2 separate regions of the Rattus norvegicus genome follow, and region 1 is linked to region 2. A link is a contact called in public Hi-C data. All regions are on one chromosome and are shown on one strand. Each heading gives the region's core, a stretch centred on a gene start, on an enhancer-like site or on the middle of the called end of the contact. The rest is flanking DNA. Distances are from core to core; before and after follow the strand shown.

Region 1 (6,645 bases), core at 1,461-3,960, 40 kb after region 2:
TCTTTGCCATCTAGAAACTGAAAGCGAGGGTTCATGGATCAGCTTCAGGACCAGCATCATTCAGATTTAGCAAAATTACTAAAAGTCTTGTGGTTATTATGATATTAAAGAAAAGGCTTTTTTTTTGTTAATCTTTTCTGATTTGTCTCTCACTACTTCTACAACTCTGAGATAAGGTCTTACTTTATAGCCCAGGCTGGCCCTGAACTCACAATGTAGTTCAGGCTAGCCTTTACCTCATGGGAGTTCTCTTGCCTCAGCCTCTCAAATATTGAGATTATAGTCATAAACTACCAATACCTGGACCTTATAATTCTTCACAAAAACATTTAATAATATATCAATAATATATTTATGTTTTTTGGGAATTTAATCAGCATTTGAGAGCCAACATTTTACTAATTTTGAATGTAGTGGTAACATAATTTAATCCTGTGTTAAAACTTCAGTGATAAAACTAGAAATCAGAACTCATAGGGGATAGTTTTCTAAAAGGCAGTAAGGTAAGAAACAGAGCTCTACAACCATTAAAGAATTGACCAAGTAAAGGTCATGACTGTTTTTGAAAAGAATGAAAAAGTTTTCTAAGCAGCAGAGAATAATTATTAGGAGAAGTTGAAAAGAACCATAGATGAATGGCAGGTGAAAAGTCCGCTTTCATCTCAGTCACTACTGCCGCCAAGGCCCCCTGGATCTATGGGTCATTGCTACTGCTTCTGTGGTTTTTCTATAGTCTGAGTACTCGTAACTAAATAATACATAATAAGTATTCCATGCTCTAAATTCTGTTTCTTTGGTTCCTTTTCCAATCCTGTCTCTCATTGTAATTATTTAAATTCATTACCTCCTACAAGATTTTTCTCTCATGCCCAGCACCTGAGATAATTTCTCAAAGTTTTGCTGAATATAGAAGCCTGATTACTCCCTCACCATTTTAATTGAGGAACCAAAAGGGCATTCCCCATTTCCCTACCCACTCTCCTTATGTGTCTATCAAATTTTGGGAGTCCTATTTGTTTTGTTGTACCATGTAGCATGTCCTCTATGCCAGTAGATTGACTTATTCCACCATAAATAGAACATGTCCTTTATGTCAGTAGATTGGCTTATCCTGCCATGAAAATGCTTGGGGCTCCTCTCCACCAGTTCCCTGAACTTCTCCTGCCCCCCATCCCCATCATCTTTATAGTCCATGCTCAAATCCCTACATCCTTCTTAATCATCTGTCGACCGTGCTGAACTGCTTGCCCACCAACACATCATTGAGAGTAGGGTGGTGAAAATAAGCCACAGATTGCTACATGTCATATCATGACGTCTCAGTTCTTGTCTTACTTAAACAGCCTGTGCCCTTGCAAACTACTGTTGCATTGAAATGCATCCTGCTCCTGATTTTTCCTCCCATTCCCATCTCCTCCAACTCTCTTTATCTTTCTGGCTACTTTGGGCTTTGACAGCTCTTGTACCGTCTGCTGAAGTCTCACCATGGCAAGGAAGATAGCTGGCCAAGGCTGGCTGCAACAGAGGACAGAGGGGCAGCGTGTTGAGAGAGAAGCTGGGTACATTGGCTAGTTCAGTTGACATAGACTGTACACAAAGCCTGGGTTGTCATTATTTAACAGTGGCTTTTACTTCAGGAATCAGAAAAAAACATGGCCTATGTTCAAGGATCAAATGTATCCAGCCAATTTAGATGATTAAAAACCTGAAATGTTCTGAATACAAAAATATGCTCACCACTGTTCCGGCCATGGGGTCATAGAAGCGCTCAAGCAGCTGGACCACTGTACTCTTCCCGCAGCCACTGCTGCCCACGAGGGCCAGCGTCTGCCCTTTCTTCACCTCTAGGCTCAGCCCCTGAAGCACTGGGATGTTGGGTCGGGTAGGATAGTTGAACATGACTCCATTAAATTTCACATTTCCTTCCAACATATTCTACAATGAGAACAGTAACATTTAACCTGATTGCAATACTGAAAACACAGTGTCTAGTGGTAACCCTAGCACTAGGTGTCAAAAGTGAGCTCCTGTCATCTTAAGCCTCATTCCACATCTCTGGAATTCAATCAAAAGAGATAATAATTGCACAGCATGAATTCTTTTTTTTGTGTGCATGAATTCTTAATATAATATCAATGTATCAATGTACTCTCCTAGACTACAATGGTCAGTATTCAAACCAACTCATGTAAATCTCATACATCTATATATCTATATCTATATATCTATATCTATGGCATTAAATTTCCAATTTTATTAAATTTCCTTTTCATCTTTTAATTGAGAAGTTAGGGATAGATATCCACTGAGCACATCAAACTCACAGGCTTCAAGCCCTCCGTGCTGTAGCTGTCAATCTCAGGGATTTTCTCAATGATCCTGATGATGTGGGATGCCGAGACTTTGGCTTTCGCGTAGTCAGGAGCGAATGAACTGACCTGCCCCACTGCCATGGCACCAAAGACAATAGCTGAGAATACTCTGGAAAATAAAAGACAGGCCCGTGCAGTCTGTGACAGCTACAATGTTAACATTGTTATAGCACTTCTATAATAATGGAGTTATTGCCATGATAAAGTGGCAAGGTAAAACAAACCGTCTTCCCTCACGTTTTCACACAGGTATGGCAGATGACTCAAACTGGCCCATGTTCACCTGTTCTGTAATCTTCAACTTTTACAACATGACCTTTGCTTAAATGTCCATCTAAGAAGTACAAATTTGTTTTCCACCTTTTGACCCCGCAGTGGCCTTGTGACACGGCTCCATGGACAGGATGTGGTGGAAATGACTGTTCTCAGTTCCAAGCCCGTGACTCAGCATATGTTTTGTTAACTTGTATTTTTCGTCCTGGCCAATGAGCCTATAGCTCACTGCAGACAACAGTGACCACAGCAGAGATCGACTATGCCCGACCCAAAGAAAGAGAAGTGACCCAGAGACTTCAAGCAGAATAAATAGCTATAGTTCCATGTCACTGAAGTTTAGTGGTTGATTATTACGTGGCATAAAGGTGGCAATCAGTAATACATACAGTCAGTGCTGCTGAGATCACTTCTTAGAAATCACATGAGCCACACAAAGAGAGCCTTGTTGTTGCCATTGTTTAATACACAGCTATGATACCGCTTTGGAGAAGCTGCTACATTCTTAAACTATAACATGGGATTCATTAAGTGTCAGTAACTTTAGAAATCTTGGAGTTAAAAATAAGCAAAATGGTGTTGAAATCAATGTCCTGCAGTTCCAGAGGTGTCTGACTTTGATCTTTGGGCATAATCACACAATTCCCCTGTGAAACCTATGTTGGAAGGTGAATGCTTTTAATCTTGAATTAACTTCAACACAAGAGTAAGTCAATGCTTAAATAGGGCAGAAATGGTGTATTGGCACACTGTACAGCCAGGCTTACCTAGTTTTGGTTGCAACACAAACTGTCACAGCATTGACTATACTAAACTACTAGAGGGAAATCTAGCCAGGTTTGAAGCTCAACTTGAAGCTCGGAAAACTCATGTATAACCTTGACCAACAATCTGAATACTTGGTGACATCAGTTGTGGGGTTTCTTTCAGGTTCCTCTTCCCATGACCCAAGTTTAAGTTTCAATGTTTGCAGAAACACAGAGGGAAAAGCCTAATCCAGAGCTTCCACTGTCCCTTAAAATTTCCTCTAGCTTCAGAAAGACTAGAATGTGTTCAGATCCCTGACAGGCAGGCAAACAAGGAAAGGGACGACTGCTAAATAACAGTGACGAACTTCTGACTTCTTCTTTACCCTCCTTCCCAAGACAAAAGCCTGGCAGTCTTTCTCTCCTGTCAGCTGCAAAACCAAACCACCACCACCACCACCACCACCACCACCACCACCACCACCACCACCACCATCACCACCATCAAAATTACACAGCCCTCTAGGAGAAAGAGAGATTTCAGTTTCTGAGTAATCTTTCTACTTTATGGGGTCTCTCTCTCTCTCTCTCTCTCTCTCTCTCTCTCTCTCTCATGTGTGTATGTGTGTGTGTGTCTGTGTATGTGTGTGAGTGTGTGTGTCTGTGTATGTGTGTGAGTGTGTGTGTCTGTGTGTGTGTGTGTCTGTGTGTGTGTCTGTGTGTGTGTATGTCTGTGTGTGTCTGTGTGTGTGTCTGTGTGTGTCTGTGTGTGTGTCTGTGTGTGTGTGTGTCTGTGTGTGTGTCTGTGTGTGTGTCTGTGTGTGTATGTCTGTGTGTGTCTGTCTGTGTGTGTGTCTGTGTGTGTATGTGTGTCTGTGTGTGTTTAGGTGTGTCTGTGTATGTGTGTCTGTGTGTGTGTCTGTGTCTGTGTGTGTGTGTGTGTATGTTTAGGTGTGTCTGTGCGTGTGTATATGTAGGTGTGTGTATGTGCTACTTTATCACCTGCCTCTTAGTTGCCCAGTCAGAAAGCTTTTTAAAGGAGCCATTCTATTCCTTCTGGACAAAAGATCTTTTTCTAAAGCATGGCCTTCTGAAGACCTCTGAACTGAATCTAGGCACACATTCGGAAGGTCAGACATTCATTCAGAAACCGGCTGAATATGGCTTTTTAAAATGCTTAAACCTAAGATGATTAAGATGACAGAGAGTCTCAAATCCTAGCACTGACTTTACCAAGAGCTCCAAGAAGATACGGACACAACAAGAAAGGACTCTACCTAGATCGTGGTATGATAACTACTGAGAAAGACTGCCCGTTGCCTTGCCTGCTGCTAAGGCCCGGTCTGAACTGTGGACAAACAGGATACCTGACATGCCTCATGTTGCTTAAGACAAAGCAAGGTCAGTCTTCCAAGTTCCTCCTCCACAGGAAGGCCTCTCAGATTTGCTGGGATGGCAGCTGAAGACTGATCCTGCCTGGGACCTATGTCCTCAACTAAGCCACCAACTGCAAAGGAACCTAGTTGGGTAACTGTCTAGGTCATGGGTAAGTCTGTCATTTTAAATAACACATAGACCATTTACATTAAACTATATCCTTCTCAGATCTCTGAGGAGCTTGAAGACTGAACTAGTGAAAGAAGTAACTTTGTCTTAAGGAACCCATTTTACAATGACTACTCCTGGTAGTCAACCGCCTGTGTCTCATGGTAAAAGATTAGTTAGGAAAAGGTAAAATTTATGCAAGGGCTGAGGGTATGAGAACTTCTAAGAAAGCGTTTGAAGGTCTAGAAAGGAATTTGAGGTTGGTAACTGCAAGTTATGAAGGTTAGAGGATGTGGGGAAAATAAAAACCTTGGCTGTTGATAGGAAGGTGACTTAAGGGATATAGGAGAAATTTTAAAAATGTTTCAGATGGAAGGTGTTCGAGGTTGGTAAATGCAAGTACCAAAGGATTTGTCTTTTTGTAAACTTATAAGAAGATTCTTGTAAGCTTCTGGGAATCCACTTGAATCCAGGTCAAACAGACTCCAGATAAGGGCTGCCATCAGCCCGTTTCCTTCCCTACTCCTATTGCTGAAGGTGGGATCCATCGAGTCCCCTTTCCCTGGTCCTGGGATGCTCCCCTTCTGCAACTACCAAAGCTATGGGCCTAAACGTTTCAAATGCACACCCAGGAAAGACGTTTTTCTCCCTAAACTCCTTAACTCTATTTCCTACTCCTGACATATATATCTTCTCCAGCGCCCTGCCAAGTCCAGATGTTTCCTCAGAACCTGCATCAAGGACAGTTCCAAAGCAGTTACCCCGCCTCACAGACTGCCTCAACTGTGCCTGCACTCTCCTGCCCACTGATGATCCCACAGCCTAGACAGCAGTGAAATTCTTCCCAGACTTGGCCAATGGTCCAGCGTTTCGCCCCACCCCCATAATGATGCTCCAGTGTCAGCAGAAAGTAGTCATAGATTATCAAAAAAAGGCTGAGATGTTTGATCTTGGACCCCAGAGGCAAGAGGTTATTTTAATACCAAAGCAGATCTGGCCTCCAGCTTCTCCCAGCATCCCTCAGTCACCAGGAGGATACCCTGCCCCCAACCCTGAACTTTCCAGCCCAGTGTTTGGAAAACACAGAGGCTCTTTGCTATATAACCCAGACACGTTTTGCTTACATTCTCTCTCTGTCTCATCCCCCCGCCCCCCACTTTTTCTGTTCTTACAAATGTTTTCTCTTTTTCTTCCTCCTCCCTTCTGTCTGTCTCCCTTCCCACGGCAACTTCCCAGCCTTTTTCCCTGAGCCAGTGAATTTGTCCACCAGACAACAGCTTCCAATTAGCCTGCTATTATGAATACCTCAACCTGGCTTTAATTGGCTCATTTTTACCAGCAGAGAAATATCTTATCAGGTAGAAGAGTTTTCTGATAAACTGTGGAGTATTATTGGTACCATATGGACACCCAGAGGCAAAATGTCACTTCCTTAATTATCAAATGCTCAACAGGACACTTCACCACACAAATTCTCATCCTCGATTTACCATCAGGGTTAAATTATACAAGTGAACATAATACTTACAACAGAACATTTTCAAATGTCATGAGTTCTCGTGCCACCAAGTAGGCACCAAACCGGAAACAAGCAGCATAGGAGAAATACATCATGGCCTGGGTGAAGGAGAAAGTGATCCCAAAGACGTGCGCTTTCTTCAAAGCATTTCTGCGAAGAAGACAATCCAATTTCACTCCATTGCTCAGTC
Region 2 (6,154 bases), core at 3,108-5,607:
TCTCCTTCTTTGTATAAACAACTGTCTTAGCCCTCTTCTCTCCACTCCAGGATCTGCTTTCAGTCAAAACTGCCCAGATGTCTCTCCCTTCCTTTTTCTCAACGGACAGTAAGCATGCTTTTCCAGTTCCTTGGACTAAAAGTGTTAATGACGTCGTCCTTAACTCCTCGCTTACACTCAGAGCCATGGATATCATCCTAAACTCACACTCTTGGCTATGGAATCTCGAACCATTGCAGTCCTGCTTAGATCCTGTACTCCCTTCTGAAGCTTTCAAAGACATTTCTGACTTCATAGAGCCCCCTCCTTTTTGACACATCTCTGCCGTACTTCCCCTGGATGTTCTAATGCCCATAAACATTATCTTATCAAACTCATTACCAACATGAGCTAGAGCTCCTACCCACCGCCTTTCACAGCACAAAAACACAACATTTTGTAAAGGTCCCACCAATGGTTCATTAAGCAAACGTTAACTTGTGAAATCCCAATAAATTTGGCGCCGCAAATAATCCTTACTTTGATTAGTAACGCTCGGCAGAATGCGGGTCTCTGCTTGGGTAAAACTATCTGTCATGTATCCGAACACCAGCATCAGGAGGGGAAGCAGGGTTCCGTGGATGATAGCAGCGAGAGTTCCCAGAGCCATGCACAGCTTGTCAAGCCAATCTGCATAGCGAAACTAGGGGAGAGCAGAGCAGGCGCACAGTGAGCACGTGACACCGTAAACGGCACTTCAAAATAGACTCCAAATTCAAACACATTTCAGACTGCCACTGCTCCTAACACCAGACTGTGCACTGAACTTTGGCAATAATCTCATGAGCTATACCCAGCCCTTTTTTACATTCATTTATATGTATGTATGTATGTATGTATGTATGTATACATATATCATATACATATATATGCATATACATATATATACACATATATACATACACATATATACATATATACATATACACACACACATATATGTGTATATATATATATATATATATATATATATATATATACACACACACACACACAGAGTGTGGGGGAAGCACATGAGTGTGCGTGCCATAAAAGGCCAGCATAGGATTCCATGAAGTTAGAGTTGGTGAAGTGCGTCTGATGTGCATGCCGGGAGCTAAACTTCATGGTCTGTAAAGCCGGCAACTGCACTTGACAGCTGAGTCGTATCTCCAGCCACCACACACTTATTCTTCATATTGAATTCAGCACGTCTTGTCTTCTGTGCTATCTCATGAGAAGTTTTTAAGTTTCTAAAAGGACAATAGTAGAAAAATAATATTCCGAAAAGGTAGCAATCACTTCCCATTCTGCGGTGGCAATCCGTCTGGAACTACAACCACTGAGGAGAAACACCTCTCTCTCCACACGGTTGTGAGTGCTTCCAGGTTTAACTGAAGACAGAGAAGACACACTTGATGTCTGAGTCCTAATAGTCAATAATTCACCATGACCTTTATTACCGCGGGGATATAGGACTCTGAGTCAAACCTGCCGGGAGTTCAGAGCCTTGAAAGACAGCACGTTTTCAAGCATGGCAATCCCAGCACTTAGGAGGTAAGAAGGAGAAGGATCAGGTGTTTGAGGCCAATCTGTTCTACATACACAGCAAGACCTTGTCTCAAATAACAGCAAAAAGACAAAATTCAATGCAGCACGCTTCCTCTAACTAGTTGGCAGTGACCAATGACCGTCAGGAAGAAAATACAGGTAAAAGGCAACATAACTAATTTGGAAAACACTGAAAACTAAGAAGGAAGCTCAGGGGCTGGGGATTTAGCTCAGTGGTAGAGCGCTTACCTAGGAAGCGCAAGGCCCTGGGTTCGATCCCCAGCTCCGAAAAAAAGAACCAAAAAAAAAAAAGAAGGAAGCTCAGTACAGGGCAAATTATGATTGGCATTCCTCTGAAAATAAGCCAACTCTGATCAATTAACTCTACACCCACATCTCCATACTTCTTAAGAAAGCCACAGGAAACATCTTTTTGAGGTAAGTGTTTTAAATAATGGATACATCCCAAACTCACCATCCCGAATATGCCAACAGCAGGTTTCTTCTCCTTCTCCTTTTTACTGAGAAACACAACAAAGGAATTACACAAAGCCTCAAGAACGCTATGAAAACTTTAAAGTTATAAAAACAAATGATAACCAGGACAAATATATCTACACAGTAGCCACTAAAACAGTCTGATATCATTTATGAAGAATAAACACAAGTGTTCATATAGTTTACACATTTAAATATATGATGGTCGCTGGCTATCGCATTTGAGTGTGTGTAGGGAAGGGGGAAGAGCACAAACATGCAATGGAGGTCATGGAAAACTGCCTTGCCTCCTATCAGTAGAATCAAGGTCTCTTGTTACTCGGTGCTGGATTTACCAGGCTAGCTATCCTATTAGCTTCCAGTGAACCTCCCGTTCCAACTTCACACTTCTCCACCAGAGTATTACAGATGTGTGTTACCAGCTCTGCCTTTCAAAAGCTTCTCCCACAGTGCTCCGGCCCTTGCTCAGGTGCTGGGATTTGCGTAAGACTATATGCGCGTGAGCTAGATTATTTCCTAATTTTGGTGATGAATACCCACCTCTTACAAGTAAAACACTGCACATCGAAAGAATAAAGTCTTCTATTTCTTAAACCTCTTTTGGATTACTTTCAATCTAATTATGATATTATGGCTGGGCATGACAAAGTATATTTATAATTCCAGCACTGCAATGGCTAAGGCAGGAAGATTACAAGTTAAGAGGAAAACCCAGGCTACATGGTGATATTCTTTTGAAAAAAAAAAGGGGGGGGAAAGAAAATCAACCATGTTCTGAATTAATCTTCCCAGTTGCCTTCTGGGTAACTCTAGTGTAGTTTAATTATTACTTAGACATCTATCACCACCACCACCACCACCATCATCATCATCATCATCATCATCACCACCACCACCACCACCATCACCACCACCACCACCACCACCACCATCATCATCATCACCACCATCACCACCATCATCATCATCACCACCACCACCATCATCATCATCACCACCACCACCACCACCATCATCATCATCACTCTGGATCGTGATTGTAACCACTTTACTACAGAGAACGCAGTGAACAGATGTTGAACATCTTAAAAAAAAAGTCATGACTTCGTATCAAAGTTTCTTATCAGATTTCACACTTTGAAATGCAAATTCTTCTTTCACCTTGTACTTTCCCTCTTTACCCTGAAACCCTGTTTCTGAATAGTATTAATAGATCTACTAATTCCTATTGTCTTAGTTTACAATTTTCTATAAAGAATGAACCCACTGAAGTAAGTGTTTAATTACCGGCCACAGGCAGTCCACTATGATAAAAATACACTGAAAAATAACTGTTTTCTCTTGGCAATTACATTTTCAGTTTTTCTGATTTAAGTATAGATAACCAACCTTAAATGATCGACCTGTACTGTTCTGTTTCACTTGTGTTTGTATATGTGTTCACCAGAAGATAACGGACCACAGCGAGAGCCCAAGCAGCATATGGCTCAGGTGCGTGAGTGAGTGAACGACAGCGCTCATAAAGCTGGGGTCATAAAACTAAAGGGATGTGAGTGAGCAACGGCGGGTGTACAGGCTGAACAGGAGCCTCCTTCTGTCACACACATCTTAAGGACTGCTCCAAGCAGAGGCTGGTTTACATTTCTGAAGACTGAAATAACACCCACTAATCATTTAGTACAGTGCTAGAGGCTACAAACTAATCGCCCAAATGTACAAGCTATGTAAAGTACGAAAGTGAAACAATCTGGCTACCTCTTTTTGCCCATCTTTGAGAAGTTCTTGTCTGCTGTTCCGTTAAGGCCCTCTTCAAACTCCATCACGACCTGGGGATAAACCACAGTTCATCAGCCAAACACATGGCCGCGGGGACCAGAGCCTAGGCAGAGCTCACTGCCCCAAGGAGCCCAGTGGTGATGAGGGGCCCCGCCCTGATGCTCCAGCGGCCGGGTCTGGAAGTAACTCTCCCGGGGGAATCCCGGGGAAATGTGTCACCGCATAGACCTGGTGCTCTGCTCTGGATCCAGTCATCCCACCCTGCTGGGTACCCTTCGCCCCCGCGCGCTTCTCCACGGCCCGCGGCTGTGAGCTGGGCAGCAGGATGCACAGCGCAGGACTGGCGCTGTGGACACCAGCCTGGGGGCTGCTGCGGGAGCTCCTGGAGCGACTTGTGGCTTTCGCCACTTGGTCCCCAAGAGGACCCTGCCACCTGGACCAGGCTCAGGCATCCGGAGCACCCGACCCTTCCTAGGAAAGCCTACCTCACGTGACACCTCCGGGTTTCCTTCGCGAAGTCCGCCAAGATGTAGAATTTGGAAGAAGTAGCTCTGTGTTGAGCTGAGCCTCAGAAGATGGGAGCAGCGGCCTCAGCCTCTTACAGCTTCAAGAGCCGCTGCGGGAAGGAGCCAGAGGGCTTCCTCAGGCCGGAGATTTAAATAGATGCCGGCGGCCGCCCTGTGGCCCCGCAGCCAATCAGCCTAGTGGGTGGAATTGGGCAAGGAGGCTGGAGCGGTTGCGAAATAGGGATGGTTTCCAGGCTTCTCTGAGTTTTTGAGAAGGGAGCTGGAATTCCCCAGACATTAACACAGACATGTCTCTACATGTTCAGGTAACTCTCCATATGGACGTGTATATACCTGGATAGTGCACGGTTGCATCCCTGGTGAGTCATACTTAAAAGGACACATTCCCTGACATATCTAATCTAATATAATTAATAAAGCAGCCAGGAACCTCGCTTATTCTGTAAAGTTCCCTTCTGACAGCACTGCTTTTTTGTGTGTGTGTTTCTAAAGCTGGTAGAAATTTTTTCTGCGAAAGTCTTTTTTTTTTTTTCCAGTATGTTTGGCGTTTTTCTAAAGCATATCCATTCGGTTTTCTGGCTTTGATGATAGTCCTATACAGAAGTCTTATACAATTTCAAGGTAGAAATGATATTTTAAAGTACATAGCGTTTTTCAACTTTTAACTCTGGAATCGATGGCCGTGTTTTCCTCAGGGCATATCAAGTTTTTACGTGTTCTGGAATTCTGATTGATGCAGATATTTGAGTGTAACAGGTCTTTTTCTGTCTAGTTGTACCTGGCTGTGACCTAACATGCTGGCAACTCAGTGGCCGAAAAGTGTCAACCTGAGACAGAGCTCCTTGTCATTTTGTCCTTCCCCTACCCCACCCCCGAGCTGAGGACCGAACCCAGAGCCTTGTGCTTGCTAGGCAAGCTCTCTACCACTGAGCTAAATCCCTAACCCAGAGTGACAGTGAAGCCCAGACCACCTGGGTGGAAACTCCTATTCTTACACCAAGCTGCCTCTGTATCCACAGATACCAAGAAGTAGCCACCGTTGTTTTACTTAACTCATGGTCCACGGGGTGAGCTGAGGTCTCCTTCCTGAGCAAGATGGAAATTTTACTTGGTCTGTTAACTAGCTGCATTGAATGGAAGACATATCATGAAAGGACATCTGTACCTTACCTGCTCCTCAGGGGCTTCAGGTGAGGACGGAGGAGTTTGTCATCCTCCGGGCCCAGACCACCTTTCCCCAGTCTGTGTAGTGAGGTTATCTCGTGCACAACGACAAACCTTTTAACTCATCTTCTCAGCCCTGAAGGCTTTGCCCTCTCCTCTCTTCAGCTTCCCTTTGTAACCCCAGCATCCCTTCTCACCGGTGTGCAACTTGCAGTTTCCCCTTACAATCTGCAGGGGGCGAGCTGTGTTACCAACAGAAGGGACAGAGGCAAGGCCCCAACCCTTTCTCCTCAGTGGCTTGAAAAGAGGTCCCTTTCAATTTGTGCAAAACTGAAATATGTTGCTTCAACAAAGAAAAGAATTTCTCATACACCCACTCATATGGATTTGGGCGGCATAGAAACAAAGTTACAAGGTAGGTTTATGAGGTAATGTTTAGACTTAGGAATGACGGAGTGTAGCTCCCTCACCTAATACAGCAATGACAATAGTACAGTCATCTGTCATGCCAGCTCCCAGTGTTCCTCTCACTGTACCAACAGGGAGAGAACTCACAACTGTCCCCAAAGTGTCCCATCAGCTTGGTCCCTGATACATCCATTCATCTATTTTGAATGCTG

The links. A called contact is a pair of places that touch in the nucleus more often than the background predicts.
Region 1: a contact with region 2 is called in a Hi-C map of liver, with 3 times the contacts expected there. The contact joins the enhancer-like site here to the promoter of Abcb1b in region 2.

The regions. Positions count from the first base shown.
Region 1 is chr4:26,317,716-26,324,360 of GRCr8, forward strand. Abcb1a (ATP binding cassette subfamily B member 1A) reads right to left here. Exons shown (of 28, transcript NM_133401.2): 23 at 6,465-6,605; 24 at 2,325-2,481; 25 at 1,738-1,935; 26 at 1-17. Among named protein-coding and RNA genes, the nearest start is that of Abcb1b, 41 kb to the left of the region's middle. Within about 2 kb of position 2,711, at least 2 of the 93 cell types and tissues checked have an H3K27ac peak or open chromatin away from gene starts, as enhancers often do. A contact at or near this core is called in liver, where this site is marked.
Region 2 is chr4:26,275,672-26,281,825 of GRCr8, forward strand. It overlaps Abcb1b (ATP-binding cassette, sub-family B member 1B), which reads right to left and starts at 4,358. Exons shown (of 28, transcript NM_012623.3): 1 at 4,329-4,358; 2 at 3,823-3,893; 3 at 2,045-2,090; 4 at 520-682. The coding sequence starts at 3,887.